2 separate regions of the Mus musculus genome follow, and region 1 is linked to region 2. A link is a contact called in public promoter capture Hi-C data. All regions are on one chromosome and are shown on one strand. Each heading gives the region's core, a stretch centred on a gene start, on an enhancer-like site or on the middle of the called end of the contact. The rest is flanking DNA. Distances are from core to core; before and after follow the strand shown. Region 1 holds the start of Mybpc1 (myosin binding protein C, slow-type). Region 2 has its middle 23 kb from the start of 1700113H08Rik.

What was found. Promoter capture Hi-C pulls out the DNA fragments that hold promoters and counts their contacts.
Region 1: a contact with region 2 is called in a promoter capture Hi-C map of hippocampal neurons, with 3 times the contacts expected there. The contact joins the promoter of Mybpc1 here to the enhancer-like site in region 2. A contact is called at or near these places in 4 of 39 promoter capture datasets (the 3T3-L1 cell line, hippocampal neurons, liver and 1 more).

What each region holds. Positions count from the first base shown.
Region 1 is chr10:88,602,003-88,607,237 of GRCm38.p6, forward strand. It overlaps Mybpc1 (myosin binding protein C, slow-type), which reads right to left and starts at 3,150. Exons shown (of 29, transcript NM_175418.5): 1 at 2,899-3,150. The coding sequence starts at 2,923.
Region 2 is chr10:87,032,380-87,038,242 of GRCm38.p6, forward strand. No RefSeq gene overlaps it. Among named protein-coding and RNA genes, the nearest start is that of 1700113H08Rik, 23 kb to the right of the region's middle. Within about 2 kb of position 3,747, at least 15 of the 459 cell types and tissues checked have an H3K27ac peak or open chromatin away from gene starts, as enhancers often do. A contact at or near this core is called in hippocampal neurons, where this site is marked.

The DNA of each region.
Region 1 (5,235 bases), core at 1,900-4,399, 1.6 Mb after region 2:
ATATGAATACAGCCTGTGATATAGGTCCATGGGATAAATAATACAGTTATGCAGATGCATATGCAATGGGTGAAATGCAGAGTAAAAAAATGGGAAATAGTTACTCCTGTTCTGGGCAAGGGTGCTCCATAGTAGGGCACATTCCCAGCATGCACAGGGTCCTGGATTTGGTGCCCAGCATCACCAAGGGGAAAACATGCTTTCTGTTTACAAAGGAGTCCTTAAGATAGCCAAAATATTTTCATGGCTCCAAAAAAGGAAATATACTAATTCTTTCCCACTAGATTTTCTCCTTGAGGTTCAAAGCTGCAGCCATCTTTCTCTTCCTTAGAATGACCCACTACCCGAAGAACTGACACCAGATTCCATGAACTAGGCCACAGCAGGTTGGAAGCATCTAAGTGAGATGTCTTTTGCACCTTTAGGTGCTGAAAACTCGGTCTCTTTGCCAGATCCTATCAAGACTCCCAGCCTACTGTTCCCAGCTGTGGAGGAGAAGGAAGATTCGTCAAGGCCAGAGGAGCTGTTCTTTGGAGGAGTGTCTACAGGTAGTTTGTGAAGCAAGGCATGTTTTATTCTTGGTGCTGTCGTTCACAGGGTGGCTTCAGTGGAATTAAAGCCAACAGCGTTGACTGTGAAACCATCTACAGGGTGTGTGGCTGCTACAGGCTAGAGCAGCACAGAAATTATCACGTTCTTCAGGGTGTAAAAGTCAGTGGTCCTTAAAGGCGACATTCTTATGAAGACAAACTAAAGATGCAGCTCCTTTAACAATCATTTCTGCTGGTAAGGGAATTTTAAAAGGACATCGCTGTACTTCCTTGATGGCTTTTAAAAATATCAGTGATGCTTTGGGGGATGCCACTTCCCACCAGCCAAATTTAAACTAAGCAAAGAATCTATGGGTATAAGATTACTGTCCTGGGTGGAGGGGCCCCTACACAGACTATAAAACATAGTTTGACAGCAAAAGAAACTTGTGGAGACTTTAGTCTTCATGGGCATTTATATTTTAAATGTATAAAATATATATGAGTACAAAAAAATTATATCTTCTTTCTAAGCTCTCTAATCTCATTCTTTCTAAATGCAGAATAGATTTGGATCAAGTCGTCAAAGCAAACACAAACCAACCCTTTCATCCAGCAGGCAGAATAATTGAATTTGCTTTATTGGTTCCGCAGCCTAGCACCTGACTTATTAATCTTCGAGCTTTCTTGTTGTTTTCAGTTGGGATTTCAAACAACAGATGCCGTTCAGACCGTTTTAAAATAATCTTCTGTTTTCAGTTAGGAACCATAAAAGGCGTTTCATCCAAGTAAGCCTTGAAGAGGCAGGTCAAGTGACCCATCAGATAAAAGGGACATTTAATACTCATGTAAATCATTTGCATTACAAAGAAGACACTTTCGCAGGGGTTGGACACACACACACACACACACACACACACACACACACACATTTCCCCCCGGAGTTGGGATTAAGTTCCCATATTAATGCATGCATTTGGTGTGGTTATTTTGGGAGAAAGACTTCATCCATCAATGCTCCCTGCCACTAAATAGGGCCAACCTGTAACTGATCACCCCAACCTGTCAGCACTGACTACCTAATTACATAAAGAAAAAATACTTAAAAGCCTTTTCAGAACTCGGTTAGTAGCTCAACTTCAGCTTTAACATGTGGCATCTCTTGCAAAGTTCTTCACAATAACGGCAACAAACACTTTTCAAGATTAAAAATGAAAAGTCTAAATATTGTTTTTTATGTTCACCTCTAAGCCTGTGTACGTGTGTCTGTGTGTGTGCAAGTATGCTTTTATTTACAGAGGAGAAATAAAAAAAAAAAAAAGATTCAAAAAGCCCAAGTGAAACGGATTTGATTCAAATATTTGCATTTTTGTATTAGTTCCAAAGAAGCAAAACATCAAAAACTTGGCTTGTCAAAAACTTGGCTCATCAAAAACTTGGCTCAAGACTCAAAGGTATTCCTCTCCTCTGCAGTCTTTAGTAAGGGGTGAAAGATTTATGTCATCCCAAGGGAAACCAGAGTATGAGGTAATAGTTATAAAAGATGTTTCCACTAGAAGTTAATGTATTAATGAGAATGTACATTTTCATTATTTTCATAACCTCTAACACTAATTTAATTCCATTACTAACCAGAAATTTTAAAATACTGATCTTTTTATAGAAAGGAGAAGTTTTTCTTCTAATGAAGACTACTCTTTAATTGTCTTTCGTTTTTATTCTTAGTTATTTTCTTAAAGGCTACATATTTTAAGATTGTATGCCGCAAAACTCAGGAGAGGTGCAACCTACCACTCATATTCAGAAAAAATTTCTTTCCCAGCAAGAAATTTCAAAGCTGGGCTCCCAAAGGACAATCAAAGAAGAATTCTTATTTGTATATTTCAAATGCCTTTCTGTGAAAAAGAAGAAAAACTACAAATAATATCACAGATTCTTATTATTTGAAAACTTGACCAAATTTATAAAGTGCTTGAAAAAACATCCGATGTTCCAAGCACTGCACACTGCAAACACAAGGTGGAAATTTAGAGAAACAAAGTTAAAAAAAAAACAGCTTGAAAATGCAGCCTTCTTACCGTGAGCAGTTAACATCTTTCATGTAAGCATTTTAAGGACCTTTTGAAATTGAATAATACATTTTCCATTTAATCATTGGAATCAATATAACTTTATAAACTTTTTCAGATATTTCTCAGTTAATTATATAGTCTTCTGGTCTTTTCACACCCATTTTTTAAAATCTTTGTACCCCAGTAATTCTACTGTTTTATAGTCTTTTTTTAAAAAACAATCAGACAACTGTTTAAAAATAAATACTAAAATAAATATTAGAGACCATAAGAAGAATATTTATAGGTGTTCTTACCCTCTTTCTTAGTGGGTTCTGGCATGACCACAACAAAAGATTACTCTCCAAAAGGTTTTCTCCTTTCTAGCAGCGGTTGACAGAAACCCCAAGGGCAGCAGAGAGATGGTGTGGGTCAGTGTGACAAGCAGCTGCTTAGAGGTGGACCGGTTTTATACAGGCTCCGACCATCAATCATGTTGGCGCCTCCCTACTTCGGCACAAGGATGCTGAAACCTGACAGCTCTGGGACCTTTCTCACATCTGTTGTCTGCGCTCCGCTCTCCCGCCTGCTGGAAGGACTCTCCTGTCCGTCTCGTGTGGCAGATGCGAGCATCTCTAACTTTCTAAATTCAGCTGTGCCTCGTGCTCTTTCCTGTTCTCTGCCTGTTCCACAGAAGCGTGTGCCGACTCAGCAGTGCACGGAGTTTTCTGGGCGATGAAATAAATAGATGAAAATCATACTACATGAGCCTGGCTTCTCTCTTAATTTTTATTAAAACTTTTTTTAAGGTATATTAAGAAGATCATTTTTATGCCCACATTATTTGTTCATTTTCCTTATTTCTTAGTTAATGAGATTAAAAATTTTTATTGTATTTCTACACCAATGTTAACTAGTCAGTTAAATATTTTGTTTCATTCTCTCTACTAAGAATAGCAAAGCTGTCTATTTTAGGATACATTGCTCTTGCAACATTTTCAAGAGACAGATATTCTTTTTAAAATTACAAGCATATAAACAAGAATGGAACAAACAGATATGCCACAATGTGAATAGAACTTGAGAGAAACCAGCAATAAAATATAGGTTATACAGTCAAGTTATCCAACCATACTTTCATGAAATATCCTGCCTAGGTAAACATATAACATTGGCAAATAACTTAAGTGATTGTCACAGGCTAGGGGAAGTAGAATTAGAACTGAAGGCACATGAATGCAAAGCTTTTCCTGGCAATGATGAAGGTGTTCTGGAATTGGAGTGTGGGAATGGTTTCATAGCTTTGTGAAATACACACACACACACACACACACACACACACACACACACACACACACACACCACTAAACTGTACATGTGCAACATAAGTAAAGAAAGTCAGATAGACCAGACAATGTTTTGATTCACGGTGACAAATGGCTTCCCCAGAACACCATGAGTAAACAGAACAGTGATTATTAAGATGGCAAATGGGCCCAAAAATATAATCCAAGACAGTCACAGAAGGTATCAGACTTGGTCACTTAGCCTGAAACCTAGAGGAACTAATGAGACCACATGTGTTTTTAACAGAATGTCCCGAACCAGCCACATTGTCTCGGTTAATTTCCCCTGTGACTGAGAGCACAGCTGGGCAGACTTAGTTCTACCAAGCACCGTGCCAAGCTAGGTTTTCATATACGGATGGGAACTCTAGCTCTCAATAGCATCATGAGTTAGCTATGCGGGAAGTCAGAGAGGCAGGCTGGACAGCACTTTCAACGAATACCCCCCTGTTAAGAAAGCCTTCTCTTGTTCTACTGAACACGCCATTCGCCTTTCAAACAGACTCTTTGCTCTTAGATGACAATGGGTTAATGTCAACCACAGAACAGTATATTCTGAATATCACGTTAGACCTGGCTTGAAAGAAGGACAAAGAGCCTACCTGTGTCTACCATGGGGATGTCAGTTAATACATTAAAAGAGTTAAAGAATCTAGAATCTAAAGTCAGGGCCTCAGGTTCTATTCACGGACCTGGTGTAAACCAGCCGAGTTGCTGGAAGGACGTCTGGCTGGCAATCTGTACCTCAGTTTCCTCTTGTGCAAAAGAAGGAGTTTTAAAACTAACCTTAGAGGCTGCGATACCGCTGACATTGAGATGTTTGCTATGGTGGAAGGGCCCTAAAAAGGAATCCCTTTCCCAGAATCCCCAGCACTCCCAGCACGCTGAGTGTGTCCTGTGAGATGGACAGAAGCTCTGCAGAATGCTGTGCTGCAGAGGGATGTTTGTGACACGGATTTCACACATGCCCCGAAGGAGCTGCGGGGCCATCTTTGCTTCAGCAGGGGCCCTGAGGGCTTTTAATACACTGATCGTTTTACTGAAGCAAACACATGCCAGGAAATACTACAGTCCTTGGAGAAAGTATTTTATGACCTGGAGGACTTGTTGGTAACAGGGGACTTCACTACAAAGAGAAAATGATATTGGAGGAGTTGAAAGGCTAGCCGAGTTCAAAGACAAAGAGCTGCATGGTTTATAGGGCAGTTAATGTGAGGATTTTTAAAAATTAGAATAATGTGTATTTGCAGACTCTCAGGAAAGAGAGTTACCGAACCATAATACACACACACACACACACACACACAC
Region 2 (5,863 bases), core at 2,497-4,996:
AAACCCAATTTCACACATTTTGATATAAAATATGTGCCACGAACAATGTTTTCTTGAGATAGTTCATTTAAAAACCCGCTTTGGAAATATTAACTGTCCCCAACACAGTGTGTGCTGTAGAACCCAGATCACTTCTGGTACCAGAGGTCACTGGTCACTGGTACCCAGGGGACATGCTCGGTGGAAAGCAGATAACTAGCGAAAGAGAGATTCTGAACTCAGACCCACAAGAAATACAAGCAGAAAGGACAAGGCCAGCAATGAAGGCCAGAGGAGCTGCTGAAGCAACTGAGCACAGCGAAATCAAATTAGATGTAAGGTCTCAGACGGAATATACGTGTAAATGTAAATATAAACTTTATCCTGTCAGAATTGTGCCCTGAAGAGATTATTCACGAACATTCAAGTTCCCTGAAATGAAGGAGCAGTTTGGGGTGGTGACAGACAAGGACACTGAAGCAATCACTGAGCCGGAGGATGTAGCTGTCATTGTTGCCTGAACTTAACATTCTTGGCTAAAGAGTCATTTGCATCATCAATATTATGACACATAGCCAAGAACTTTCCAGGAGGTCACACTGCCAGTCACGTCTGCTGGACAGGAGACAGAGTCCACAAGGAGCCAAGGAACCATCTGAACTCTGAGCTTCCCATGACAGGTAGCTGATTCCTGTTCCATCAGTAGGAACACAATTTCCCATCGTCGTGTGATCTGCGCTATACCTTGCTGTGGGGAGGGGTGGCTTGATGCGACCACTTTGAAGACTTGTGTCTGTGCGTTACCCCCATGCTAGAGGAGTCTAGCGAGCCAGATACTAATACTTCAGTGTCTCTCGTCTTCATGTTCCTGCATTCTCTCACAGACTATATCAAATGCATCACGAACATTTAACAATTGTGTCACCAAATTGGCAGATGACAATGTCCTCTTCCCCACTCCCCAGAGAGCATAGTAGATCAGGGAGTCTACAGGGTCATATCAATCATAGCTGAGTGATTAAAGATAGAGCAGAGTGGGTCTGGGAAAGATGGCTCAGTGATGAAGAGCGCTGAGGATCTGGGATCCCAGCATCCACACGACAGCTAACAATTTTCTATAACTCTAATTCCAGGGAATCTGATGTCCCCTGATGGCATCAGATTCACATGAGGTGCACAGACATACTTGTAGGCAAACACTCATACGTATAAAATAAATGGAATAAAAATAATCCTTAAACACGGTGCTATTTTCTTTTCTTACTACACTGAATTTATTTGGTTGTTGTCTAGGCTGGCCTCAAACTCTTTGTGTAGCTGTTCTTGCTGTGTTTTTGTTGATGTGTTAAAATGCTCTGACCAAAAAACAAAACAAAACAAACAAACAAAAAAATCTTAGGGAGAAAAGGGTTTATTTCAGCTTACAGTCTCAGGTTATAGTTCATCAGTGTGTGAGTAGGAGATTTGAACAGCTCACATCACATACACAGTCAAAAGCTTTTCTGCTTCTCTCCACTCTTACACAATTCATGATACCCTGCCTAAGGAATAGTGCCACCCACAATGGGCTGGGTTTTTCCACACCAATTAACTCCAACAGACAACTTACAGGCTAGCCCAGTATAGACAATCCTTCATGATACTCTTTTCCTGGTTATTCTAGGTTATGTCAAATCGACAGAGCTAATGTTACATAGAAAATGCTTTGAACTTCTGATTCTTCTGCCTCAGCCTGCCGTGTGCTGGTGATATTGCACCATTATGCCCGGCCTCCTTCCTTATTGTATCTAATTTAGAACATATTCTGTGATATGTACTACCAAGCAAATGCATTGGTTTTATTCTGTAAGGCACCATACTGCTTTCACATGCACGTTGTATAAAATGTTCAAAGTAGAAGTTAAATTGGAAGAAGAGGCAACATTTTCGCCATCCTATAACTATCATGGTTAATATTTTGTTTGTATTTCTAAGCAAGGTACAAAAAGAAACCCACTTAAAACGAATTTGGGCCATATTACCTTACCCTCTGCCTTTTGGCCTTCTTTCCATTTTTATACCTTACAAACATTTACAAGCTTTAATACACACTCTTTGTTCATGATGTCATGGTTCCCCACCACATGAGCGACTGTGACGTTGATGGATCTTTTCATACATAAGGTGCAGGGAAAGGCACAGAGAGGCAGATGTGAAGACACAGCTTTTGGGCTCAGCTCTCCAATAGTCTCAATTTCTTCAGTCATAGAATGAGGGGGCGGGGGTAGCGACATTTGCCTGGCTGTCTTGGGATGGAAAGTAAGTTGTGTTTCTCCAGAGCACAGTAGGATGTCTCAGATCTTTTTAAAGGTGTGTCTGATGACACGAGGTTTAGGTAGGCCACTACACGGATGGTATGCATTAACATCTAAATCGTACAAAACAGAAGTACCCCAGAAGACATCACAGCCTGAGCTACACATAGAGATTTTAATGCATGATTGTTTTGCTGCCCTTTATTTATTAAATCGATTTTGTTTGTGGCACTAAGCTGTCGAAACCAGGGCCGCACGCTTGCTTGTCAAACCCTTTGCCACCGAGTTTCAACCCACTTTTAAAATTTAGGGTCAATTAAAATTTCTAAAGAGCTAGTGGACCCGCTCAGTGATTTTTCTTCTGCTTTTCAACAAGAACTCCAAGAGCCTGGGTTACTTTTGGATGCTCCATTTGCAGGTGCAGTGAGGGTTTTGTTCTTGAATTAAAACTGAGGGTGGCCTTTACTTCTGGTTGGGGAGGCAGATATGGCTTCTTGACTCCAGTAATTCTGAGACTAGGACATAGCCAATGGCCCCCAGAGGGTGGAGGATTCCAGCAACTAGTGTGTTTTGATGGATGCTAACGCTACTTAATTCCCTGCTTTCCATTCTTTACCTAATGCAATGAAAAGGACTCACTCAAACCAGTGAGTTCAGGAGTTGGGAGACAATCCAGGCATCTCAATACGTCCAGTTCCCAAACACAGTTCTTTGCTTTCTGCTGACAAGAAAGCCTGGCTTAGCCAACTCCTCATCGAGGATAACAGCCCTTGATCGCCTCCCGCTGCAGGTAGCCTCACAGGTTAGCTTAATACTCAGCAAGAGGGAGAGGCTGGCAATTACACCAGCTAGTCTCCTTGCATTAGGCAAGATGTTAACTCCTGTTGATTACCATCCAGGATGGTAATCCAGGGTTAGTCAAAGAAAAGGGAGAGACCTAGGGGGATGTAGAAGACCCCCAACTAAACCACCAAACCACAGAATTCTTGAGCTCTTTTCATTGCTGCCCAACCTAAAATTTAACTGCTGTGAGTTCTTAATATGAGAAGAAGCCATGAGACTTGGACGTATGTTAATTTCTGCTACAGAGAAAGTTGATTGTAGGCCTAGGCAGCACATAGCGTTCACCACTGAGGATGAATCCAACGCCTCCATCCTGCTTCTTTATTATTGCTCCTGTGACTTTTTCCCCCTTCTCTTTGCAAAACACCATCTCTTGGAATTGTTGGGCGATGTGGGAAAATATTGTGACAAACATTGCTGTTTACCCTTGCAGTGGCGGCGACTTGTTTTGTTTGCCTGGCCTATTGCCTCTGCTACTCTTTTTCATGGCTGGCGGCTCCCTGACAGCTCGGATTCCTCTGCTGACATCTGTTATAATGAGAGCGTAGACAGGAATAGATTTGCAAAATGATGGACTCACAATAGGACAGGAGCCGGTCCCCAAACTTCGCTTGAGATAAGCAGATGGGGTTTGAAACAGAGCATTTGAACCGATTAGGTCTAGGTGAACGCCTGTATTCAGTCCTCCGGAGTCATTCTGTCCCCAACTTTTGTCCCTCCGTCCTTCACCCTTCGCTTCCCCCGAGTTGTAGACACGGAGGGTACTGATGGCATGGGGTGGGCTTCTTTTCTTCTTCCTAGGCTCTGTCCTGGAGACAGGCCCTTCCAGTCCCTCAAGCAGAAGCACGCTGGGCATTTACCCAGTGCCAACCATGGAACAACAGAGCAGACCCACCCCGCATGCCTCATAAAGAGAAGCTGGGTAGCACATGGGGTTTTCCCACTCGCCACAAATGATGGCTGTTTGTGCTCGTTAACCTTTTCCAAGCCTGGGTCAGCTCCTGCTGGGAGGCAGGGGGCGATCTGGAGGGAATGAAAGTCTGGCAGACCCCAAAGTGTCTTGCACGCCTTGGCCCCCAACATACACCACTGCCTCTTCAGAATACCAAACAATCTCGCGTGACGCGCCTCATAAGTCAGACCGGCCATGTGCTGTTGACAGGTTGGATTCTGATGAGCTGTCCCCGGGAGTCTCCGCACATCTTCCGGGTAACGTGAGGTCCTGGCGCTGCTCATCTTGATGCAGAGGCTCTTCCACAAAAAAACTCCTATGAGAAGGGGACTATCCCATACAGGATCCACCATTTGCAGAGAGACTTTGCACTTTTAAAGCCCGAGTTAACATAAGAATATACATCTTAATAACTTGTACCTTAAGCTCACGTATTGACAGAAACCAAGCTAACTACAAGAGAGATTTCCAAGATCCCTTCTGTGGTCCTTGGGGGGAGAATCTGGAAGTTTGTGATCTAATAAAGAAAAAAAAAAACCGATTGATTGCAGAGGGAACTTTTGTGGGTTACTTTCCACGGGTGGCATGCAGAAACACTCGTTTAACAATGGTGAGACTTCCATGACCACACGAGGGGGGAGATTTTGTCTCGCTGTGCAAATAGCTGACCACAATAAAAAAGCATCGGGTCTGCAAATTGCAGGTTGAAATTACAGCTGCTATGATTCCTGTGAGCCGAATGCAGATTCACTAATCCACTCTAACAGGACCCCAGCAGTCTGCAGAGCTTCGCAGATCTCCCACCCCTGACTATCTCCAGCTGTCAGCCCAGACCTGTGGCTCACTGGGCTAATTCAGTGCCTGTCTGCTGATAACAGGCCATTGTTTAAGCTGTGTGTTTACCTGGCAACCTGTATCTGAGAAGCCTGGAAATGATTCTTAGCCACAAAAGCTGTCAGCTGGGAGAGGCTCTGATGCTGAGGTACCAGGGCATTTAAAGAGGAGATAAAGAAAAATTAATATTTCAGGAATTCTGCTCTGAGGAAAGGCACTTCCGGTTGAATCCTTGTTTGTTAAAGGAAATCCTATGGACTCTCTTAGCACCCAATGTCTGTGGCCTCTGATGGCGCGCCCCACATGTCTCATAAAGAAAGAGTAACAGAAATGCAGGCAAGGGTGGAGAGCAGACAAGTCTTTCACTGGGATGCCCAGAGAGAGGAAAAGACATGGTAGACATTGAGAATCATCTCTGTTTTTAAATCGTGTCTGACCCATTGATCTCAGTACTCAGACATATATGAGTTTCCACAAGGCCAGACCTTAGAATAGTAAATATGATTTGCATTGGTGTTTTGATGGAAAGATACTTTTGGAAATGGTGAGAACGTACAGCAAATGGTGGGAACAAAGAATGTGATCCAGCGACTAGAAAATTTTAAATCTTGGCTCTGCTACTTACTGGCTGTGTGACTTCGAACCTGTCTTGTCTGGTAGCTCAAATACAAGGAAGCAGAAAGTACCTGTCTCAGTTATTGGAGAATTAAATACAAGGATGTCTGTTGTATTTGGTACAAAGTAAGTGCTATATGTTGGGCAAAGCCTCCTGCAGAGGTCTGTGTACCAATGGCTTCATCTCCATGGTTGTACAAGTCAGAGGTGCTGTGAAACTTTAGGGGATCCGGGAGCCTTTGGGGGGTGCGCCCCTCAAGGGTTTTAGTCTATTTCTCTGCCTTTTTTCTTCTCACCTTAGCCACTCAGAACTCCTACCGTTTTCCTAGCAAGATGGCCCCATTTG